Regions from separate parts of the Triticum aestivum genome. Here region 1 is linked to region 2. Evidence: chromatin contacts called from public Hi-C data. All regions are on one chromosome and are shown on one strand. The core of a region is the stretch at or near the end of the contact, and the rest is flanking DNA. Distances in the headings are between cores, read along the strand shown.

Region 1 (2,700 bases), core at 81-2,580, 370 kb before region 2:
GAAGAATAAGTACATTCTAGTTGGCCTTGCAATGTATGCACTATTAATCTCTCCGGTGTGACTTTTGAAACCTTTGCTGTCTTGTGTTTCATCTTCTCGAGAATTACTGTACATTCTAGACAGAACAATCATCCCATCTTGAACTGATGTGTTTCTGTGATGTTATGAATGAGGATGTATTTACCCAGATGAATGATATAACGAATGAAGATGCACGTACCCTGCACCTCTTCACCGGTAATCATTAGACGTCATTGCATGTGTTTTGGCAGAAGCTGGTAATAAGAAACAGCCGAGGGTTACGTCCATACTATGTAGCTATATCCTAATAGAGTGTGATTACGTCCATATTTCGCCCATGGTTTCTCACAGAAGTCCTGGACATCTCTCGAAGGAACCACTTTAGCAGTTAGCTCGTCGGCTAGATGCCCTCCAGCCAACACAAGCTACAACCAACTTTGTAGCTTCCTGCAGCAAGACCAACAAACCCACAACTCTAATAATCAATGGTTTGTAGCTACATCAGCACTTAACTAACACAGGGTACGTGATCGTTTTTAACTAATGTAATAAGGTTATAATACTTTTGCATTTTTTTTATACTCCCTCCGTCCCAAAATAAGTGTTTCAACCTTAGTAAAACTTTGTAATAGAGTTACAAAGTTGAAACACTTATTTTCGGACAGAGAGAGTAGGTAATTGCAATAGTATATATACGGTCGCCTCACCAGATACCCAAATAAGTTTTTATCTAACTGCTTTGGCGATTGAGCTAGGTTTGTAACTGTTTATCTAACTGCTTTGGCGGTTGAGCTAAGTTTGTAATTGTTGAGCAATAGTGCCTTGTCAAGCCTACTCGGTGGGCAAAGCTTGGAAAGCACTTGTATGAAAACACTTATGGCACGATCAAGCTACATCAATGATCTGATGTTTTGAAGTCGTAGTTGTGAAATTGACGAAACGTTAATGAATACATAGTTGATGAAAACGAATCAAGGATCCTTTCGGAAAGCCGTGGACATGCATTCATTCCTGCAGGCTGCAGGTGTATTACAGATTAAATTTGGGTTAACACATCCAGTGAATTCTTAGTGGGAAAACATGTGCTCGTGCTTGCACTCACTGGAATCTCAAATTTGTTTCCTGGTTCGGCAAATCCATTGGCAGTCAGTGTCGATATTGAAACTTGCATCTCCGCCACAAAAAAGAAAAAAAGAAAAAGAAAAAAGAAAATCAATGCTTGTGGAACTGGAAATGTCTAGAATGTGTCGCCTCCTTCCGTGCCCTATTTTTAGCCAAGCACCAACCAGTCTAGCTAGGTGTCCTGATCATGTAGGCCAGATCTGATTGCTAGGCACCTCTGAACGGGACGGGACCCAGTGCTATGATACCACCACTCATCTCAATGCCTCATCGGCTGTGTCCTTTAATTTCTTGCCTAGTCATTCTGACGATATAGTGGGCGCAGCGCTGTGGGCTCACGCGTGTTGGTCGACGTGGATCCATGCCATCTTGTTGGCTTTTCCTTCTTAGGATCCAGATCCCTACTATCCCACAGAAGCTACTTGCACAGATCAGATGGGAGTTTTCCGTAGCACTCCGTCTCCGGTGTTCTCCTGTACTTGCACAGATCAGATATTTACTCCGTTTCCGGTGTCGCGTGTACGAGTCACCAAGCACTGCGCATATCGTAGCTGCACTGGGCACCGCAAGCGACGCTCTCTCGTACAGTACATGCATGCGCACGGTGTGATGTTTTTCTTAGAGTCCAAGGCAATGGTAGTTCGCACAAATCGAATGCCATTCAATCTAGAATTGGCAAATTTTCACATACTTCTCAAGCTCTTTTTTGACACTAAAAATCACATAGTTCTCGAGACCGGAGCCCGTCTGATGGCCGATCGAGGAGAGCACGAGTGCACGTTGCCTGCCGGCGACTTGATTCTCAAACGCAACCTAAATGATTAGACATTCTCTTTGCGGGGCCTAAATGATTAGATTAGACATGCGTGAACATCCCGATCGAAGCAAATCATACAGCACAAAACCATACATCTCTGCTCCATGCATCACGAGCAAGAAACAAACAAGCACTCCCTTCATCTCATAATGTAAGACGTTTCTTGACACTAGTAAAACGTTTCTTGACACTACAATGTCACATTATAGGACGGGGGAGTACATTCGATGACGGCCAGAACACTACATATATTTTGGATATTTCGACCCAACTTGTTCCAGAATAGATATATAAAGGTGAGAATCGCGAGTACGGACATTAGATGCCAAGCGGCGCCGTGCTGCCGTTGGTTTCCAGCTCACATACAAAGCCCTCGGACCTCGGTGCGCCGCCCCCGTAGGCTGCAACTGCAAGCAAAGGTGTCCGCTGCTAGGCGTATAGACATGCACACGGAAGATTCTAGAGCCTGAGGCTAGGACCACTAATTCCAATATAGGAATCCAGAAGTCGTACGTACACTCCACTGATGAGCACATAGACATGGATGCAAAACCGCTTTGGTTCATGAGCTGGTGCACTTTGCTTCTTCTGAGGTGGTTAGTGCGTTAAAGCCATACATAAGAGGCTGATATGCACGCGGACAAAGTAAACAAGCACGTAAAAACAACAGGAGGGAACTATACCATTTCTTTTTTAAGGGAGCTAAACTTTTGCTTGAAAACAAACCAAAAAGATCACTA
Region 2 (3,000 bases), core at 1-2,500:
ACATGGTCAATTGATCCCACGAATATAAAAGAGAAACATTAAGCAATATAAAAAAATCACATGTTAGTCAATATAAAAGGTAAATAATTATATATAAAACGAGTTTCATGCATTAGTCAATATTAAAGATAAGCAAAAAATATCTTTTTCAGAAGTTTGTAAAAAGAAAAGTGATACGGTCATCTCCAAAATTGCATCTAGCTCATATCAGTGGCGGTTATTTGATTGGATAGATGCCCTAACTCCACAATGAGAACTTCTCTTTTCCCTCTGTATCTTTCAACATAGCAAAAATCAACAGTCAAGCGCAGCTATGAAAGAGGTGAAATATGTAATGTGTCCTATAAGAATGTCAGAAAAATGAACACCACAGAGAAGCTCAATTCCCTATCACCCTGACTATTTGGTCATCCAGGAATTCCAAACATCACAACATTCAGGCAGAATTGCATATGACAGCTCCGAGCAATCCATCCATGTCCCTATGGAAAATTGGAAATACTACACACCTTGTAGAGTCACACACCACTACGCCACAAACAGAACTATACAGGAAATGCAACCAGACGGACTATGCGTACACAAAGATGAAGCACGAGTACTGACAAGGCCACAAGGGCATCATAAAGATATGCATACAGTATGCTTGCCTTAGTGGCCTCAATGGCGATGCCGCGCTCGAAGAAGATGGGGGCGGCGTGGGCGAAGACGCGCCGGAACCCTCGCAGCGCCGCCACACGGAACCCCTCCAGCTCCGGGAACGTGCTCCTCGCGCTCCGCTCTGGCGTCAGGGACCTCGAAACTTAGAGCCTATGGTTTGGACTCGGAGTTTATTACTGACGGGGAGCGCGGTGGAACTAACCGGAAAGAAGGGAGCCGAAGCCGATGACGGAGATGAGGCCGTCGGGAGAGGCGATGCCGGCGAAGTCGGCGGCAGAGGCCAACTCGCTGAAGGCGTCGCCGCCGCTGCTGGTGGCCCGGGAGGCCGCGGTAAGAGGAGGCATGAGGCGGCGGCTGCGGCGGATGGACGGCAGAGAGGGTTCCGGCGATCGCCGGAGGTGGATGAGGGGTCGTCGGTGGAGGGTGGGGCGGTCTCCCGCGTTGGATTTTGATCGGACAGCTGCGGATGGCCCGGGGCGGAGCGTTCCGGCGGAGGCGATGCCGCGCATTATTGGGGAAAGGACAGGCAGTCGTGTGCTTCGCTTACAGTCACCACGGCAGCTTGTTGGTTTTCCAATTGAGGTGTGATTGCATAGTCAGCTCATCACAGTTTAAAGTCTCAGACTTAGGCATCGGTGCTTGTATTTTTCGAAATTATTTTAATCTTTTCGGCAATGTTCGTTTAGTGAGAGGATACTTTTGTGTCGACTATGAGGCGTCTCACTTCATCAATCTCAAAATGCCATGTTGGTTCAGTCTCTCAGAGGTGCTTATAAGGGTAGAATGTACGTACATGCCTTCATAGAAATGAGTGTATGCTCGTGTACATGAACAACTTTAATTGTATTGTGGTCAAAAGAGCAATCAATCGTGTTGTTGACCAGTAAATTAAACTAGGACCCGGCTACCGAGCGCCGTTGCGCTGGTTCGTTGATTCGAGCGCACCCTCCCTCACAGAACGGCCAGAACTGCTCCGCGTGATGCGCGCGTTGCTAGGAGTCACAATCAGCACCCTCACCCGCCATGCATGCATCCATCCACATCCATCCATCAGGCACTAGCTAAGCCATCTAGTACGTGTATGGCAAAGTAGCTGCTCAATGATGCCTAGCACACGTGTGTGCTAACTTGCTTCTTTGCTACGTTTTCTTACACACCTGCAACTGCTCGTGTTGCCTAGCTTGTTGTGTCATCGCCGGTCGCCAAACCCTCATCAACAGATTCGTTCGCCTGCTGCCTAGTGTACCGTGCCGAACGCCCCCTCGCCGAATGATCCGTCTGGTCACCTAGCGTATCGCTCATTGGCACCGTTGCCTGGGAGCCAGGCCGACCAATCTAACGGCCCCGATGCCAGACTACGTCCCTCGTGTCCCTCCTTTTTGAGGCGTATGCTAGATCGTGTCCCTCACAACCTCCTCTACGATGAATCGATGATCACTACAGCACACTGCCCATACCTCTTGCGACGACCACCACTACTACCTCAAAAATGAAGTGAACATCGCCCCTCGGAACCACGGCATCACTCTGTTGCGCACCGCGTCATCACCTGGCCCGCGTCTATATCAAGCAAGTTCATAGGAAACGGGGATTAGCAACCACTTGTACGTCATACGAGTACATCTTCTACTACATCATATCACAACTCTTCATCGGTCCGGACCATAGAGGTAACTATTGCGACCTTCTCATCGTACTAGTCATTGACCGCGCCACTGGCAAGGTCAGATAACGCTATCACATACCGGAGTCACTATAAACGTCCCTCATGAGTATACCTACTTGGGTCAAGACCACATCACTCGCCCGGAACGGGGATAATTCAGTACTAAGTTACTTTTAGTTGAGTTTCTTTGAGTTGTTGACACAAACCTATTTGAAAGGTATCTAAAACCTTTAAATATTGGTCGAAATATGGTCCTGGTGATGCTTCTGTTCATGAGCATTGGGCAACTCGATGGATGCATTTAGGCAATTGTATGGTTGATTGTGGGCAACTATGTTATCTTTCATGTACATTGCATAAGAAAGGGATCCAAACAGTGTAGGGCAAACTCTAACGCATCTCTATGACATGAACCTAATTGAAGGGTAACTAAAACCTTTAAATATTGGTTGGAATATGGTCCTGGTGATGTTTCCGTTCATGAGGATTTGGCAACTCGATACATGCTTTTAGGCAATTGTATGGTTGATTATGGGCAACTATGTTATCTTTCATGTATGGTGCATAAGAAAGGGATCCAAACAGTGTAGGGCGAACTCTGGTATCTTTTTTTTGAAATTTTTAACGTATCTCTCTGACACAAACCTAATTGAAAGGTATCTAAAATCTTTAGA

What was found. A called contact is a pair of places that touch in the nucleus more often than the background predicts.
Region 1: a Hi-C map of leaf shows a contact between it and region 2, with 6 times the contacts expected there. The contact joins the enhancer-like site here to the promoter of LOC123181757 in region 2. A contact is called at or near these places in 3 of 5 Hi-C or Micro-C datasets (all in leaf).

Annotation. Positions count from the first base shown.
Region 1 is chr1D:320,685,526-320,688,225 of IWGSC CS RefSeq v2.1, reverse strand. LOC123181761 (phospholipase D zeta 1) reads left to right here. Exons shown (of 20, transcript XM_044594095.1): 20 at 1-51. Among protein-coding and RNA genes, the nearest start is that of LOC123181761, 19 kb to the left of the region's middle. Within about 2 kb of position 1,330, at least 6 of the 8 cell types and tissues checked have an H3K27ac peak or open chromatin away from gene starts, as enhancers often do. A contact at or near this core is called in leaf, where this site is marked.
Region 2 is chr1D:320,310,408-320,313,407 of IWGSC CS RefSeq v2.1, reverse strand. It overlaps LOC123181757, which reads right to left and starts at 1,250. Exons shown (of 8, transcript XM_044594091.1): 1 at 863-1,250; 2 at 651-781. The coding sequence starts at 1,169.